Linked DNA regions of Sus scrofa: regions 2 and 3 are each linked to region 1. A link is a contact called in public targeted proximity ligation data. All regions are on one chromosome and are shown on one strand. The core of a region is the stretch at or near the end of the contact, and the rest is flanking DNA. Distances in the headings are between cores, read along the strand shown.

Region 1 (3,795 bases), core at 904-3,403:
CTGCAGTGCCCGGCACATCACTGGAAGTGAATAAATAAGAAACACAAGCAAACAAATGACTGTAGGAGAAGAACAAATGCTTTGGTAGTCCACAAAAGGGAGAAATCACATGTATTCCCTTACCTCTTATTTCTTTGCAGACACTTGGAGTAGGGCAATGATAAAATTTATTGATCCATTTAACAAAAGACAGCCTCTTATGGTAAGCACTGAAGCTGCAACAAAGAACAAGTCAGACATGGTACCTTCCTTCAAGGAGCTTACAGTTTTCCAGGGGACCACTTCCTCCAAATGGGTGGCAGAGCAATCACCACCCTGAAGTTCTCCGTGGATATGTCCATGGCTGCCATCTCATAGATGGAAAATACAGCCTTACCACGTGAACAGAATGAATCTGAATGGCTGATATATCCTTACTGCTACAGGTTATAAGGACTTCACTTTCGCTCTGAACATATACAATAGGGAGAAAAATAGAGTTGAAAAAAATCCAGGACCAGATGGCTTCACAGTGAATTCAAACATACAAAAACTTATATTGATCCTTTTCAAACTCTTCCAAAAGATTAAAGAAGAGAGAACATTCCAAAGTACAGTTTATGGAGTCCCCATCACCCTGATACCAAACCACAAAGACTGCGAAAAAGGAAAATTACAGACTAATTTCTTTGATGAATATAGATGCAAAATTCTCACAAAATATTAGCAAACTGAATCCAACAACACAAACCTATCACCTTAAGGTTCTGAAGGTCCACAAAGATTTTACAGCGTTAAAATCAAAGTGTCAGCAGAGCTGTGTTCCTTTGGAGGCTCTAGGGGTGAATCTGTCCTTTCCTTTTTCAGCTCCTCAAGGCTGCCTACCTGCATGGCTCAAGGCTGTAGCACTCCAACCTCTTCTCCCCCTGTCATACCTTCTTCTCTAACTCCCATGCCTCCCTCCTTCCCCTGTAAGGACCTTTTGTGATTGCACTGGACCACAAATCTAGGATCATCTCCCCATTTCAAAATCCTTAACTTCATCCCATTTGCTAAACCCCTTCTGCCACATAAGGAAACGTATTCACATATTCTGGGGATGAGGCAATGGACATCTTTGTGAACCATTACTCTGCCTCATATGAGAAATGAATATACAAAAGAGACCCTGTTGGGAGTTTCCATCATGGCGCAGCAGAAATGAATCTGACTAAGAACCATGAGGTTGCAGGCCTCGCTCAGTGGGTTAAGGATCCGGCATTGCAATGAGCTGAGGTGTAGGTTGTAGATGCAGCTCAGATCTGGAGTTGCTGTGGCTGGCAGCTGTAGCTTCCATTAGACCCCTAGCCTAGGAACCTCCATGTGCCATGAGTAAGGCCCTAAAGAGAAAAACAAACAAACAAAAAACCCAAAAAAAAAAACCCAAAAGAGACTGTGTTGACATGAGATTATATTCCAATGAATGAAGAAGGAAAATATATAGATTTGTGATGTGAGGTCAGGTAGTAACAAAAGTTATGAAGAAAAATAAAGCTGGGTAAAATGTTACATCATGATTTAGCTTCATTGATGATGTATTTTTTTGGGGGGGAGGGGAATGGGTAGAGAGTAAACTTAGGGCATGTTAAGTTTGAGATGCCTATTAGACTTCCAAGGAGAAAAATCATAAATACAGGTGGAAATATACAATTCTAGATTTCTGTGTAAATCCAGGTTGGGGCAAGGGATATAAATTTGGGAATTAACAGAATTATATAAATTACCAGTTTTTATAAAGGATACAGATGAACTGCCAGGGGAAGAGGTACATAAGGCAAGGTGTGGAAGGGTACCAAGTACAGAAGTTTCTGTTCCCTTATAGCTGGGGGGTTTGGCATATAACTATTTGCAACCATGGGTCTATAATCATTGAAGGCGGAGCCAAAGAGAACGGTTGCAAAGCCTTTAGAAGGCAGGAAGAGAAGGAGCAGGAGAGGTGACTAGTGACCCAGGAGGTAGGAGGGATGCTGGACCAGAAGCCAATTAAGGAAAGAGCTTCTAGGAGGACAGAGTGATCACCAAGACCACATCCTGTAGGAAGGCTGGTCTGGATGAATCACTGGGACCCTGCCTGGAGGGGAGTGGTGGGGCAAAAGCTTAATGGGAGCGAACTCAGAAGAGTGGAAAGCGAAGAAATGAAGACAGTAAATGCCTTTTGTTTGAGGAGTTCTGCTATAAAGGGAAGCAGAACAATGAGACAGGAGCTGGAAAGGAATGAAGGATCAAATAAAGGCTTTCCTTTTTAAAGATGGGAAACACATCACCAATGTGGGCCGGTGGAAAAGATGAAGCAGCAAGAGAGCAGCGAGGTCACAGGACAGGGAGGAGATAACTACGTGGCGAATGGGCCACTGGGCAGCACCGTGTGACCCTTGGAGTTACAGAAATAAACTAGGGGCGGATCAGTCAGCACGGCTGTCTAGTCAAATTCAGTTGCATGGTTGTGGGTAGCGAGTAGGCAGAAAAATAGATTTAACCAGGCTGAAGTTTTGGGGGTGAGCTCAATGCAGAGAGGAGGGGCAAGGGCATTGCTCGGGTGATGGACTGTAGAATCCAAGCCCAATAAAGGAGAGGCACATGGACACAGAAGGTGGGCAGTGAAAAGGCGGAGGCTCGTGGGACTGGAGGCCCTCCCGGGGTGATGAGTGGTCGGAACTGGAGTACTAGAGGAAGTGGTGGCCAGTGAGTGGGAGGCTTTACACTGAGCTGACCATTAACACAAAAGATTCAGACAGTCTCTGAGTTCATCTGAGAAGCCTGACCGAGAGAGGAAGGCTGTCTTTTGGAAGTGACTCAGGGCGCTGCCCTGTCTTTGGTTCATTCCTTGAGATCAAAGACAGTGTTAACCAAGGACTGGATGGATTCATCAGAAAAAGAGCGAAAAGAGCCATGGAGTCACCCACATGGGGTTGTCACAGGTCCACAACACAGGGTTCGTTCTCCATTTCTAAAACTTGAGGACGTAAAGGCCGTTGGTCCTGGAGAAGAAAACCGCGTCTCTTCTACCCTGTTTCGGCACAGTGTAGCGTGCGTCCTTGTACACAGAAACCCTCCTACCTGATCAGGTCTGATGGATTTAAAAATATTTCTAGGATAAAATCAGAGAATGTCAAGTGGAATTTGTGTCTCCCAGACTAAATCTGTTGAGCTGAGAAAGGCTTTTGTTTATCCCTTGGGGAAAATCATACATCTTTGTCTCAAAGGGAGAAAAAGAGGCTTTGGGGATAAGGTTTTACTCAGGCTTTGATTTTTTCTTCTTCAAACCAAGTTGGAAATTTCATTTTTGTCAGATGTCTTAAAAAAACAACCCCTCCCCATTCAACTATCAACTAGAATATCTGAATGATTAATTCAGCGCCCTTGAAAAAGACAGCTGAGGCCACAAATCTGTCTTGGCCTTTAATATTTATTCTCATCTCTAGAGAAGCTTATTAATTTTGAAGCCATGAATAGGTAGGATACAGCTAGCACACATCAAATCTGTACAACAACCTCCTTCCATGTTTCACATCTTATACAATTAGGCAAACATAAACTACGAATCCCTTAAAGGAAGATTTGTCTCCTAAGGCCCTTTGCTGAGTCGAGAATCAGGCGCTGCCCTGGATAAACCTAAGTACAGACCATAATACTCAGTAAACTAGAATGAACTCTCTCTTCTGAGTTACTATAAAACTAAAAGATGCTATTTCCATTATTCTTAGCACTCTAGAAAAAGATAACGACCAATAAAACCTTCTGTAAATTCCAAAAAGAGGACAAGTAGCCATTGCATCT
Region 2 (3,795 bases), core at 668-3,167, 370 kb before region 1:
CTAATGGCACTTAAATTCAATTAACTAGGATATTACCACATCTTTTCTGCAGATAAGAACTCAGAAGATCAGATAAGTTAAATGACTTGCCCCAAAGCCCACAAGGAGTGAGTTCTTAAAGACTTCCTTTAAAAATGAGGTCAGTCTGATTCCGGAACTTGTAGTCTTAACCATTATGATAAATTACTTCCCAAATCAGAGAAAGAAAATGGACATAGTTTTTTGAAAAATTAGCCAGATCATGGCACTTCTCAATAAATACTTATCTCAGTAAAGAGTGAAAGTGGAGCAGTCCTTTTCCTGGGGCCTCAGGCGATCTTTGGTCCTCCCTTCCCTCCCACCATTCCCCTCTGTCTCATCTCTTACCCTCCTCCTCACTCACTCTGCTCCCACTCCACGGGCGTCTTGCTTTTCCCTTACCATGCTTGCAAGCTGCTCCCACTTCAAATCTTCTTCTACCTCAGGGCCTTTGCATTTGCTGTTCTCACTACTAGGAATACTTACTTCCCCACTACTTTGTACAAAATAGAAGCACTCTACCCTATCTATGGGATAGAGAGGGCTAATTTATTTTATTTTCTCCATAGCATGTTACTAAATGAAAGATTAGACATGTCTTTGCTCATTTGCTTTTGGCTCACAGCAATCTAAGTAAGCTTCAGAGGGTGGGGCTTTATTTTATTCATTTTTATATCTGTATGGAGAGTGGGTACTTGATAAATGAGTGGAAAAAAACAAGCCTTCACAATGTCAGAATACTCTCTGGTCCTTCTGTTTTGTTGATTCAGAAAATTATCATAAACTGGCAATTGTGGATTATTATTATTTGTAAATCAATAATTCTGTTTTTTACTCACTTAGGAGCTTATTAGAAGCTATACTCTTGTAGTAGAATCTTTTCAAATGCAAAGCCCAGAGCCAATCTAGAGTTTAACGTTGACTCTACTACTTACCTACGTGATGCCATGAAATTTACTCAACTCTCCTTATCTGTAAAATGGACAATAATAGGACTGACCCCTGAGGATTCTAATAAAGATTAAATTAAATAATACAGGCATTCTCGTCGTGGTGCAGCGGAAACGAATCAGACTAGGAACCATGAGGTTGCAAGTTTGATCCCTGGCCTTGCTCAGCGGGTTAAGGATCCAGCATTGCCGTGAGCTGTGGTGTAGGTCGTAGATGCGGCTCAGATCTGGTGTTGCTCTGGCTCTGATGTAGGCCAGTAGCTACAGCTCTTATTGGACCCCTAGCCTGGGAACTTCCCCATGCCACCAGTGCAGTCCTAAAAGGACAAAAGACAAAAAAAAAAAAAAAAAAAATTAAATAATACAGGTACATGGCTTGACTCATGCTAAATGTTCACTGACCTATTCGTTTCGATTGGCAGACTCTTTCTGCCTTACCTAACAGAAATCGTTAAGATGATTCTCGGTTGGGAATTTTCCCCCAAGGGACATTTGGCAACGTTGGAGGTGATTCTGGTTATTACAGCTGAGGATGCTCCTAGTATCTAGTAAGTAAGAAGCAGGGATGCTACTAAACATCTTACAGTGCAGAGGGGGTGCCCCTGCAACAAAGCATTATAGATCCCAAAACATCAAGAATGTCACTGAGGAGAAACCTTCATAGATAGAAAACATTTGTTTAATATACGACAAACTCCAACATTTCGAAAAAAGTAAGACATTTAAAGGAGGAATTTTTTTAAAATCTACCACCATTCCTTCTTTCATGCCTGTAAAATAAGCTTAGCGATGAAAATTCACATTCACATTGGCCAATTCTAGAAGCCTGGCCTGAAATCTCTTCTTATCTTTGCCTTTTATAATTCAAGGCCAAGCAGGTGCTGCCACCCACACCCCAGAATTCCCAGGCTATTTTTCTCTTGGTTATTTCAGTTCTGCATCAGACCACTAGAGGGTACAGAAACACCATCAATCATGCAGCATTTAGGTGTCAGACTCAGTTTTCAGTAATGTAAATCTTAATAGAATGCTAAATTATTTCTGGCCCCTAAAATAAAATACCTCTACAGATTTGCAGTTTAAAAGGCTGGATTGAAGCATGTCACCATAATTGTCATCACCCCCAAACCGTAAATGATGGTAGTAATTTAATTCAACGTCATATGTCAAATGGAAATCTAATAAATAATCACTGATGATATTATGAAAAGTATCAGACTATTATGATATTATTATGATAATATTTTATGACTATATTGGTAAAACTCTCTTTGGTGAAGGTTTGGTTATGCTTTAAGTTAAATCATATCAAATAGATATGTATGATTGTTCCTACCAAGAAGTAGGCAAAAATTAAGCAGAAATTGGAACCTAAATACAGACTTCAAGTTGGACTAAATAGCATTATTGTGCTGAAGCCCCAAATCGTTTTGATCATTGTCCCAACAATATTCCATTAGGACAAACTTGAATGACTGAAAAAATAGTATGACACCACTAAATATTTAGATGTATTTCAAGCTCACACACTCAGGTTTAGCATTGAGGCACTGGGGAAAAGATATAGAAAACTTTGGAAGGAAAAGATTAAAGAATTATTTTATTTTATTTATTTTTTATTGTTTTACTTTTTAGGGCCACACCCACAGCCTATGGAGGTTCCCAGGCTAGGTGTCCAATCAGAGCTGCTGGCCTTCACTGCAGCCACAGCAACATCAAATCTAGATCCAAGCTGTGTCTGTGACCTACACCACAGCTCACGGAAATGCCGGATCCTTAACCCGCTGAGCGAGGCCAGGGATCGAACCCTCAACATCACGGTTCCTAGCCAGATTTGTTTCCGCTGCCCCACAATGGGAACTCCTAGATTAAAGCATTATTTTAAAGGGCAGAGTATCCAGCAGTTTCTCCTTTCAAGTTAATATTAACAGAAATGTGGATACAAATATTGCACAGGTGATTCCTAAACATATTCTTATGACACTGAATGTTGTTCACAACTTTCTCTAAAGAGATTACAAAATTCTGTTTGAAAATAATTTTAATTTTCTTTAACTTACATACACATGCACACATACACACAGAGACATAAATAAAACTGCTGTGTAGTTTGACACAGAATTAAGAGCTAAAAGATGCTGTCATATCCAATAAATGAACATAGATGTAAATGATTCAGAAATGTTTAAGTATCAGGCCTTAGGAGACTGCACAGAATAGTGGTTAACTACATAGGTCTGATATCAGACTATCTGGGTTTGAAAGCTATCTCTACCAGTTAACAGTTGTTTTTTTAAATTGAGATATAGTTGGTGTACAATATTACATAAATTTCACATTTACAGCATTCACAATTTTAAAGGTTATATTCCATTTATAATGGTAAAGTATTGGCTATATTCTCTGTGCTGTAATATGTTCTTATTGTTTATTTATTTTATGCATAGCAGTTTGTGCCTCTCCATCCCTTACCCCCATCTTGCCCCTCCCCACTCCCTTCTTCCCACTCCCAGGTAATAGTTTTGAAGCTCTGGGAAAATTATTTTGCATCTCTGTACTTCAGCTGTACAATAACTATAAACATCATGGTATAGTTTACCTTGTAGGGTTGATGTGGGGACATAGGAGTGAATCCAGGCAGAGCACTTAGGACAGTGCCTGGCGCACGTGAACTCTGCGTAACTCTTTTCCGTTATAATTATCACTTCCATTAATAACTAGATCAACCCCAAAGAGAAATTTGTGCCTCTTCCCTTTTTAATTAGCCATTCCCTTTCTTTCTAAAGTATCGCTCAATCTTTTTTTTTTTTTTTTTCCAAGAAAAGCC
Region 3 (3,795 bases), core at 686-3,185, 270 kb before region 1:
GAGCTGCCCAGAGCAGATAATCAGTATAATCACCCTGATCTAATTCAGAGGCCTCAGGGTTCAATCACTCCCAGCTGACAGGTTCTCCTGTCACTGGAAGGAAAACCGCTCGGGCCAACATGTGACCATTGCTAATCGTTTTCCAATCTCAGTGTCAAACACGATTTTTTTCTTCCATGAATGAGTTCGTTTTGTTTTGTTTTGTGTTTTAAGATGATTCATGAAAGGAGGGCTCTTCTAGCCCTTGGGAAAACAGAGATATTCAACAAAAATTGGTTAGTGTTCATGTTAGTCTTCATCTTCCAGGTCTGAACACTTTCGTCTATAATTGGTCCACAGATATTTATTAAGCCCTGAGAATATTTGCTGTATCAGGCGCTGTGAGCGATAGGGAAGAGGTGGGGGATTCAGATTCCACTCTCAAGGAATTCACAACCAGCTAAGTCACACAAGACCTCCCCACTATGAAATAACTGGCCAATGGGACAAAACAAAAATATCTATTCTCAAGTGATAGCATGCAGGAGTGTCTCCTGTCCCAGAGTGTTGTCATGAAGCACAAATACAGTGATGCACAGAAAGCTCTAAGTAGGAACATGCGTGTTTAACAAATTACTTTTCCCCTCCCCCTATGAGAAAGTCCAGGGAAGAATATAGCAGGGAGTCACAAGGAGGAGCTTATCAACAGCAAATGAGAGATTCTGACAAAAAGGAAGGCACAACTGACCTCTTAGAGAACTGCTTTTGGAGTGTCATGATCAAAGTCAGTTAATTGCAAACAGGAAATAAGGCATACCCCAAATGTGTAGCCAGCAAAAACTATAGGATCTAGTAATGGTGGTTCTATTTCTTTTTTACAACATAAAGCTCTGTTTAAAAGGAGAGGGGGGTACAGTTTCTAGAATCCTCCTTTGCTCTAATCTGAGGCCATCAAGACAACCACATGGCCTTGTGCCTCCAAAGAACTCAAAGGTAGATAGAATCATTTTCTTTTTTCTATTTTTAATCAAAAAATTCTAAAATAAACATAAAATAGTTTTTCTAGATTCCCCCCCCCAAAAAAAAATTAGTCTTGTTTGTTTCATCAGCATTTTACATAGCAAAGCAAAAGAAGATAGAGGTTAATTCGCTCTTACTGAAAGAAAGTTAAAAGACTTGTGCCTAGGATCTTGCTAATCTCTGTTAAAATTATTCAGAGTTAGTTTTTACTTTAAGTCAATAAACATTGGCATATTATACTCGCTTTTTATATCCCTCATATCACTGAGAAAATATTGTAGGAAATAAAAGGATGGTGTCCTCCGGAGACTTCAACTCAATTGAGGCGACAGAAAATGTATGAGTAACGCATGTAAAGGACACTATGTCAATTTGGTAAAGGGCTAAAGATATTAGGAGGAAAAAAGAAAATGGTTAAAGGTGGACTGGGAGAGCTGTTTTCTTGGAATAAAGTGGATTGAAGTTGGATTTTAAGGAAAGCATAGGAATTTGAAGGCAGATGTGGCAAGGCCAAAGAGTGGGGAGAAAGAAGTACAGTTCCCCTGGAATCCAGGCAGGAAGAGCCCATGAGCAAAACCAAGGGTCCCAAGGACAGTCAGAAACAAAAGACCATGTATAACAGCCTAAAGAGACGGTTGAAATATCCTCTGTACCAAAAGGGACTTGACTAAAGCCAAGCTTCTAGATGGAAGAGCCCTACCTCCAGGCATTTCGGCCTAATTCATTGTTGTGTTATTACTCATGGTACTGTTTCCTAACTTCAGTATTTCAGCTCCAGGGTCCATTTTTTTCCCATCGTACTCATACAGCAGAAAGAGGAAATAACTCATCCAGTGGTGGGGATTTCTTAGTAGGGTTTTGAAGAGAGATGCCGGGGGTGGCTGACTCTGCCAAAATGTTTCCTTTTTCTCTTGCTGTTTGTCAGATATTACTGTTGAGCAAGCCTGGTGAGTGTCATCAACATGCAATCTCATCTGATTTATCTTCCTTTACTCACTCAAACTCAGCCCTTTGCCTCTTTTTTTTTTTTTTTTTCCTAGCTCATTTAGAGTTTCACAACCTCTTACCTTTAATTGCTGAGTAAGTGCAAAACGTTTGTGTATCTGGCATCAGATACTACAATCTCCAAGAAAAATGATTCACAGTCTCAGGCATGTCAGTGGCTACCTATTATACCTTGATATTTTGCTTTGCCATTATTTCATCTTAAAAGTTCGTTTCTATTTTCCTCACAGATTCTGTTTCAAAACAATACATTTTTGTGGCTGTATTTTCCTCCAAGTCCCTCCCTTTTGAAATGTGGAATAAATCTTATGAGCTCCACAGAGTTTCCAGTGTCAGTCTCTCTAGGGACCCATAAAAAATCCCACACCAATAAACCATTGATGCAAGTACAGGCAATGGAATATTTGGGTCTAGTGGGATCCTAAAGTGAACTTTCAATCACATGGACAGAGGAAATTAACATCATTTGCGGGTTAAAATCTTTCACAAGTGTCCTAGAGGTAGGACCACGTGGTTACTGCCACCACCCAGCTAACCCCGACGTGAAGTCTTTACAATTTATCCTTAAATCAACCTGACTTTCCTTGCATCAGCCAAGAAAATTTTGCTCCCGCCTTTCCCAGTTTCTCTTCTCTGCCTCCATCTCAATCGGCAGAAAAATGGTCTGAATTTTGACGGAGGTTTCCGGAGCAATTCCAGATGTAATTATTAGATAAATACATACAGTTTGAGCCTAGTGAAAGATAGAACAGTGCTTAAGTAGCTAAATAAAGTAGACAAGAAAAAAACGTGCGCTGATACTTTCAACAGCCTATGGCGTTTATAGATCCTGCCACTCCACACCTGTGCTTGGTAAACTTGGGGTAACTGGAATTTCTAAAGCATTCAGTCAAACTAGGAAGAACTATAAATGCATTAAAAAGTTTCTAGGGCCTGTCTCATGTCCCTGAATACAAGCTCTATTCTACCTAGAATCTTTTTATATAAATATCTTCTCCTGTCCACAAATCCCGAAAGGGTCAAATTCTGGGAGGTCACTTGTTGTCTCTGTCAACAGACAAAGGAAGCACCTGCTGTAAGATGTTTCCTGCCTGAGGCCACCCTTGCTTCCAAGTTTACTGCTGTATCCACAAAGACTTCGATAATAGCTGGAGCTTAGTAGGAGTTCACTAAATATTTGTTGAATATTGAATGAATTAACACATAAAAGGTCTCATTATTGGTAATGTATCCTCTTAATCGTCTGTCTTGCCCCAAATCAGTCTTCCTGTAACCATCAGAACCTATCCTTCGAGTCTTTGCCATTTGCTTCCTTTTAGGCTCCTATGTATTTCCAAACCTTTGAGCTTTAGCAAGGATTTGGCCCCCAGGCACCAACCAGACCAGCAAGTTTTATGGTAGTCTTGGAATTAAATCATTTATTATAGTAGCTTCAACACTTCACTTCACCTGGCCCGTCTTGGCACACACAGACCTACCTTCCAGAGCTACATTGATAGACATCCATACATACACAATGATTTAAAAGAGTGAACGTGTGAGGGTTAATAAATGTGACAGCCAGCTTCCAAGACGTCTCCCGGTGTCCTCCGTCCTTCGTGCTTGCCTCTAACAAATTGAATACTGGCGAAGTGATAGGACATAGCTTTCAAGATTTAGTTATAAATGTGGATTCCATCTGGCGATTCCTCTCTCTTTCTCCCTCGCCTCCCTCTCCCCCACTCCCCCACTGTTGGATCACCTGCTCTGGGGGAAGCCAGCTTTATGCGTATCAGCCCCATGGAGAAGCCC

What was found.
Region 2: a targeted proximity ligation map of alveolar macrophages shows a contact between it and region 1. A contact is called at or near these places in 6 of 47 Hi-C or Micro-C datasets (adipose tissue, blood, omental adipose tissue and 2 more) and 2 of 2 datasets of targeted methods (alveolar macrophages and skeletal muscle).
Region 3: a targeted proximity ligation map of alveolar macrophages shows a contact between it and region 1. A contact is called at or near these places in 1 of 47 Hi-C or Micro-C datasets (liver) and 2 of 2 datasets of targeted methods (alveolar macrophages and skeletal muscle).

Annotation. Positions count from the first base shown.
Region 1 is chr5:93,205,834-93,209,628 of Sscrofa11.1, reverse strand. The region is part of intron 10 of POC1B (POC1 centriolar protein homolog B); the gene reads right to left. Among named protein-coding and RNA genes, the nearest start is that of GALNT4, 75 kb to the right of the region's middle.
Region 2 is chr5:93,579,908-93,583,702 of Sscrofa11.1, reverse strand. No RefSeq gene overlaps it. Among named protein-coding and RNA genes, the nearest start is that of DUSP6, 280 kb to the right of the region's middle.
Region 3 is chr5:93,473,456-93,477,250 of Sscrofa11.1, reverse strand. No RefSeq gene overlaps it. Among named protein-coding and RNA genes, the nearest start is that of DUSP6, 170 kb to the right of the region's middle.